Regions from separate parts of the Gossypium hirsutum genome. Here region 1 is linked to region 2. Evidence: chromatin contacts called from public Hi-C data. All regions are on one chromosome and are shown on one strand. The core of a region is the stretch at or near the end of the contact, and the rest is flanking DNA. Distances in the headings are between cores, read along the strand shown. Region 1 holds the start of LOC121209722 (probable receptor-like protein kinase At5g24010). Region 2 holds the start of LOC121209718 (L-3-cyanoalanine synthase 1, mitochondrial).

Evidence for each region. A called contact is a pair of places that touch in the nucleus more often than the background predicts.
Region 1: a Hi-C map of leaf shows a contact between it and region 2, with 2.3 times the contacts expected there. The contact joins the promoter of LOC121209722 here to the promoter of LOC121209718 in region 2. A contact is called at or near these places in 2 of 34 Hi-C or Micro-C datasets (both in leaf).

The regions. Positions count from the first base shown.
Region 1 is chrA11:8,981,637-8,985,487 of Gossypium_hirsutum_v2.1, reverse strand. LOC121209722 (probable receptor-like protein kinase At5g24010) reads left to right here and starts at 1,542. Exons shown (of 1, transcript XM_041080958.1): 1 at 1,542-3,473. The coding sequence starts at 1,835. The coding sequence ends at 3,247.
Region 2 is chrA11:8,804,066-8,807,568 of Gossypium_hirsutum_v2.1, reverse strand. It overlaps LOC121209718 (L-3-cyanoalanine synthase 1, mitochondrial), which reads right to left and starts at 1,545. Exons shown (of 2, transcript XM_041080948.1): 1 at 983-1,545; 2 at 1-156. The coding sequence starts at 1,156. The coding sequence ends at 40. The region is part of intron 6 of LOC107924412 (bifunctional L-3-cyanoalanine synthase/cysteine synthase 1, mitochondrial); the gene reads right to left. It overlaps TRNAY-GUA (transfer RNA tyrosine (anticodon GUA)), which reads right to left and starts at 2,046; the gene lies at 1,960-2,046.

The DNA of each region.
Region 1 (3,851 bases), core at 293-2,792, 180 kb before region 2:
CGAAAACCAACTTTGATAGCAAATTCTATTGTTTGGAAGTCTCTTACTACTAGGATTTGGGGAGAAATAAAAGAAATCGAATGGTGGACAATAGGTGAGGGGAAAAGTGTTAAATTTTGGTTGGGTGCCTGGGTACCTAATGTTGGTCCATTACGGGATCATTGTTCTGATAAGTCCATAGACGTTGATGCGTTAGGATGTTGGAAGTGGAGCTAATTGCAACTGTATTTCCTCCAAGTGAAGTTGCTGGATCCAATAATTGCTTGTGGAATTGGTCTAAAATTGGTCAATTCTGTGTCTAAAAGTTATACGAGTTTAGCGAAGGGAAGATGGGCGCCAATGGGCAAGAGATGGATTATAATATGGACACTCAAATGCTCGCAAAGGGTCCAGTTTTAATTATGGCTAATGGTAAATGATAGATTGTTAACGAACTCCGAAAGGTGTAAACGCGGGATGGCTACAGATGCCTCATGCTTAATTTGCGAATGTTTCCGAGAGACGACCTTGCATGTGATCAGAGATTGTGCAGCTTCGCATTCGACATGGATTCACTTTGTGTCGCAGCAAATTAGAGGTAACTTCTTCAATTTGCCACTTGCTTAATATTCAGCATGATACAATATTTCATTTAGAAGAGGTGGATTGGAGTACCTTGTTTGGAGTGGTCTGTTGAAAATTGTGGAAACAGATGAACTTTGGGTATTTGCAAATCATAATTTTTGTGATGTTGCAACACAAAACCAAAGAATTAGCTGGGCAAGAAGTATCAAACAAGTTGAATAAAATGATCTTATGATCAGCAACAGCTACTGAGCACTGGTTGGATCAAAGTGAACACGAATGGCGCTGTTAATATAACAACCGAGATGGCAATAGTTGGGGATTTGATTCGAGATGAGAAGGGAGAACGGCTGTTGGGCTTTAATAGACATAATCCAAGCAGAATTATGGTCCATTTATGTTGCTTGGACAAAGGGGTTGAAGAAGGTAGTCATTGAAAATGACAATGCAATGGTGGTGGATATGATTAACAAGGCTGATTTTGGATGAAGTTATATCAAATACTTGTGTTGCAGACAATGGATTGTTAAATTCGTTCATCATGTGTTCCCAGAAGTAAATTCTACAGCGAATTTTGTTGCGGCCTTTTAAGGGCTTAGCCCTTCTCTTTTACCCCCCCCCAAAAAAAAAGCCCTTCAAATTTTAAATTTCTAAAAATTCTTGGATGTGTCAAATTTCTAAAAAAGCCCTTTTCTTTACGTTATACGTGATGTGTATTTAGAGGTTTTCATGAATCAGAGTTGAGTTGAATTCGGACAAATTCACGTAAAATATTTAGATTAATTTTTTAAATTCGAGTTTGACTCAATCTAAAAAATAGACTTGTTTGTTTCCCCAGGCTAACCAATTTAAGAAAAATAAATTTAAGCTAGATTGGATCCACTCATATTTACTCTAATCAAATAAAAACATAAACAACACGTTGAAATGAAAGTAAAACGTCCAAGTGGCGTAAATTATAAACATAAAATTAAAACTGGTATGTGAAGGTTATTATTATTAATATGTTTTCAAATGAAGATTGATTGGGTGGTGCGGTGTCAAGTTTCATACGCACGTTGCTTACCCCAGCGGCAACGCGCATTTCTCACCTAAATCCCAAAAGATATAATTAGAATCTCCCGTGTCCTGACAACTATCTTGACTCATCAATTTTCGCGTTAACTCAGGTCGTCTCCTTTTTGACTCAGTCTCACAAAACCACGCTCAATCATATCTACTTCCCCATTTTTCCTTCACTTCCTGCATATTCTTTGATCCGTTTTCTCCCATGGAAACTTTGTTTACGAGATTGGGCTTCTCTTTCTTCCTTCTTTATTTCTTGGTCTCTTGCGATCTCTCTTTATCTTTCTCTCCGGTGGACAATTATCTCGTCAATTGTGGCGCCTTGCTGGATGCCACCGTAGATAATCGTCGCTTCGTCTCCGACTCGTCCGATTCTTCTCACTCGCATCTCTCTTCACCTCAATTGTTCTCACTCTGTGCTGGAACTTTGCTGCCGGGTCTGCCTCCGATCTATCATACCGCCAGGGTTTTCAAGGCACCGTCTAAATATGTTTTCGATGTCAAGGATCCAGGGACACACATGTTACGTCTCCATTTTCACCGATTCAGTTCACCACAATTGAATCTTGCTGACTCTAAATTTCACGTTTTGGTTAATGGGTTGGTAGCTTTGACCAATTTTAGTGGTGGGGGTTCGGTGGGTCCTAAGGTTATCGAATATTTGCTTTGGTTTAACTCTGAAAAGGTTGAAATTACTTTTCTTCCTGCTGAAAAATCGAAATTTGCTTTTGTTAGTGCGATTGAAGTGATATCTGCACCTAAAGATTTGATACTTGAAACTGCTCAGTCTGTGAATGGTGATAAAGTTGAGAATTTAAATAAACAAGCATTTGAAGTTATGTATAGGGTAACTATAGGAGGTCCTAAAGTCACTCCATTTAATGATTCTCTGTGGAGGACTTGGTTGCCTGATGACGACTACTTTAAATCGAAGGAAGGATCAAATAGGGTGTATTTTAGTGGTAGGATTAAGTACCAAGAAGGTGGTGCAAGTCGTGAAGTTGGTCCTGATAATGTATATAATTCGGCTCGGTTAATCGAGAGCAAGAATGCTTCGATTCCTAATGTGAACCTTTCATGGGAGTTTCCGGTGATTGAGGGTTATCAGTATCTTGTTAGACTCCATTTCTGCGATATTGCTAGCATATCCCTTGGATTGTTGTTTTTCAATGTTTATGTTAATGGACATTTGGCATATAAAGATTTGGATCCTTCGGCCGTTACCAATTATTTGTTGGCTTCTCCGTTTTTTGTGGACTTGGTAGTTGATGCTGATCATTCCGGGATAGTGAATGTAACTGTTGGACCTTCGAACAAGAGCATGGCATACGCGGTGGATGCTATCCTAAATGGAGTGGAGATCATGAAGATAAGTAACTGGATGGGTAGTTTCGACGGTACGTTGCCTGCAGAGTCAGTTTTGAAGTGTTTGCCAAGGAAAAGAAGAGTTGGTTTTCTGCTTCCTTTGATTGCTCTTGTGTGTTTATTGCTGAGCTTATCAGCAATCATACGTAGGAGGAATGAAAAGGTGGAGTCAGTGCTATGGTCAAAATTGCCAATGGAGGTCCATGAAATTTCTCCAAAGCAAGGTAAACAACAATTATCAAGTAAAGTATAAATACATGGTTATGGATCCACTGGGTTTTGTGATATAATACCGCATACTAATGGTGGCTATCAGTTCCCATCATATTAAATAGTTTGTTTGAGTTTGAAATTTGTGAAGGAGCTTTGTGTCTGTAAACAGAATAGAATGTTGTTTTCCAGTTTATCTCATCATGTTTGTGATTGGATTGATGCTATTGGGATGGTTTATTTAATGTAATAAATATTTCACCATGAAATCCTAGTTATTTTTACTTAAAACCAACCCGAAATCTCATCCTTTCTCTGAGGTCAGTGGACAGTTAAATGCTAAACTTCTTTATGTTAACCCAATTTACACATTAAAACATTGGTTTTGGTGGCTGTTTGAATTTACCTAAAAAATGAGTTGTGCTACTCCTTGGATCATGGTTCATATCACACCCACCATTACGGCCAGATTAAAATTAAAAATTATTAAAGATATTTACTTAGAGTTAAAAATGGAAATAGAAACAAGGAAAAAGAAAATTGAAGATTAGTATTGTTAAATGAAGGGTCCAGTGCATCCACTAGAATCTCTTTATCTTGCGCTGAAAATTGTATAGGGGCATTTAAGTGAAACAAAAATGGAGCCT
Region 2 (3,503 bases), core at 296-2,795:
ATCATAAAGTTCCAAATGCCATGAAGGGCTCGGAAGCAACTAGTCCCTGTCTTTAATGCTAGCAGTGGGCATCATCATCTCCTGCTTCACAACTATGTATGCACCACAGCCTTCAGTTACTTTATTAAGAAAAACAAGAGGTGTTCTTCCAATTAACTGAAACATGTAAGAACCAATTCTCATATAAAGGATGAACTTCATTTAAACAAGAATTTCAAATTTTTAAGAGATAAACAGGGAGACGACTATTCCTCTTATGAATTAAGCATGCTCTGGTGTTGACCATCCACATACCGATTTTTGGCAGAATCTTAAGATAATCGTCACTGAACATCTTATCATTTTCTTTTAGTTTTATTTCTTTTTTGCAAAGCCTAATTAATTAGCAGATTATACAGACTTTTGACTGTTAATCACAGCTTAGCCATCCTTGAACTTCCAATTTACCCCATGCATGCTCACTTCATTGAATGTCTTCACCAAGATAATCCTTGCACTTTTTACATTATGTTTCACTTTGAAATGAAAAAAAAAAAGATGATGGTACTTGGATTTTTTACATTTTTAAAGGAAATAAGACAGAATTTTATTAGCAGAGCTACTAATTCACTACTTCAAGTAAATAAATATTTAGAATGCAAAGCAAAACCAACAGATATAGGAATTGTTTAAACTTTAAAAGGCAATTCAGTGAAGTAACTATGTTCTACACGACAAACTTGCTAAACGATCTGTTTAAAAAGAAAAAAAAAATCCATTTTTAAGAATTGTTTAGAACAAAACAAATGGGAAAACCCAAAAGAGAAGAAGATTGCATAAAAAGAAATTAAAAATGATTAAGCATCCAACAACCTTCTCAGATCATGGGATATTGGGAATACGCTAATCTTTAATGAAAAAACAACCTTGAAAAGGTCAAAAACCAAAAGGAAGGGGGAAAAAACAAAAATAATTAATTGCAAACAATTGTGAATGAGACTACCTGGTAAACTTCGCTCTTAATTTTAGTATCAAGAAGATCTGTAGGAAGATCTCCAAGTCTTTGAGCAAAAGAAGGAGAATCAATGATGGGTTCGGTGGACACCAGCCTCCTTGTCATCATCAGCTCGTTGTATGTTAAACATCTTTTCGTAAGGAAGCTCATTAGAGCAGCCATTAATGGAAGTTTTGAAGAAACTCTGCTACACTAAATGCAGAACTGAGCTGCGAGGTATTTCTTCCCTTCAATTATCACCTTAAAATCATTTTTACTACTTTTTGTCAAATTTAGCACCCGAAACTCGCGCATCACTTGAAAAAATGCTTCGTCAGATGTATTTCTGTAAAACACAGTCTGATGCGGCTCGTTATACTGATGAGGTGCGCCCTGTTTACCATTTCAGGTTTTTAAGTCTTTTCAAAGACTCCTTAATGAATAACTTTCACATTTTGGGTTGGAAGTGAAGTTTGCACCACGAACTGCGTAGCCGAATTCATATATTGATCCATTGAAGTAAATAAGTAGTTGCTATGGTTTGTCTGAATACTGAGGTTATGCGACGCTATTTTTGTGTTTGATGGATTGCTTTGTTAATAATATATATCATGTGTTATATTATTTTCAGGATTTTAACTTGTCCACTATGAGTATTATGTAAAGTTTATTCTAATTTTCTATTAAAAATTGTTTTAAATTTATTTAATCATTATAATTTGTACCTAATTAATTAATTTATTATCCAATTCAGCCCATTAAAAAAATCCAGTTATCTCCAAATATATATACTATTGTGTGGTTGAAAGAAAATTACAGGATTGAATTTTTCAGCCACATAATACATGAATATTTAAAACAATTTTTAGTAGAAAAATTAAAACTAACTTTACCTAGTAAAATTCGGACTTCATTTATTTGATAAAATTGATAATGGAGAGAATTAAATTGATCTCGGATGGGAAAAGTAAAAAGAAGGAAAATAATCCGACCTGCCGGATTCGAACCAGCGACCTAAGGATAACAGCTTTCACAACTACAGTCCTCCGCTCTACCAACTGAGCTAAGGTCGGCTTATGTTTTCGAGTCACTTTAAATTTATTAATTCATTATAAAAGGAAGAGATCAATGAATAATATCAAGAAAACTGAAAAGCAATTCTGTTCGTAAAAAAAACAATCGTTATTATGTGAATTGAATTTTACAATTATGTTTTGATTTCTATATTTTTTAAATATAAAAATAAATATTTTACACATAAATTAGTGAAAAAAAAATACGAAGCGAACCAATTTGGATTGGTGATGATTTTCTAAAATGTTAAGGTCAAATTCAATCCGTTTATATTTTTGTTAAATTGATTTTTAATTTTTGGCTTAATAACAAATTTGGCCAATAATATTTACATATTTTGTTAAAATGACCTTAATTTAATTTTTAGTATTTTTTTACCATCAACCTTTATTATTTTTTCCAAATTGTTCTTTTAACAGATTTGAGAAAGTACAGTTAAAAAAGTTAACGGGATGACGTGGAATTTCATACATTTAATGAGTTGTGATTTATTACTTAGATAACCCAATAAAATAATTACATGTGAAAAATAATAAAAATAAATAAATAAATTATAAAGTTAAAAAAACTCTTAATTTAAAAAAATAAGCGTAATTATCTACAAAAAGTTTAAATTAATGCACATATTTAGTATTTTCGGTTTGATTTATTAATTATCTTTTTTAAAACCTCTTTGTAAACAAATGTATGCATTCATTTTAAAACCTTTTTTTAGATAATTAAGTTTATTTTCTTTAAATTAAGAGTTATTTTTTAATTTCATGTATGATTTATTTATTTTATTATTTTTCACATGTAATTATCTTATCGGGTTACCTAAGTAATAAATTACATGTCATTAAAAATATTCCACATCATCCACATTAAGTTTTATAATGGTACTTTAATTAAATCTGTTTGAAAAAGCAGTTTGAAAAAAAAAACCTAAGGTTAACGGCCAAAAAAAGACTCAAAAATATAATTAGGGTTATTTTGACAAAACATGTAAATGTTAGTGGCAAAATTTGTCATTAAAGGTTAATTTTTGAGCTAAATTTGACTATTAGCATTTAGAAAATGGTCAAATCATTTTTTAACAAAAATTTTGATTAAAATATTATTATTTAATGATCTTGTTGTGCCTAGTAGCAAAGCCAGGAGTGCAAGCAAGGGCCTTGGCCCCCTAAAATAAAAAAAAAATTATTTAGATCTTTTTATAATTTATAAAATTTTAAATTAGAAATGATAAAATTACACTTTGGCTCCTCAAAAATGATAAAAATTTGATTTAATCATTTAAAAACTATAAAGATATAGGCTATTAAAATGATGAAATTGCATTTTTACTATCGTAAAAATATACAATTTGATTTCGGTCGCCCAAAAAAGTTTTCTGACTTCACCCTTGGTCGTGCTAACTAGCATGGCAAGTGGCAATCCAAGTGTACTTCACACTTAACATGACATTTTTGTTTTA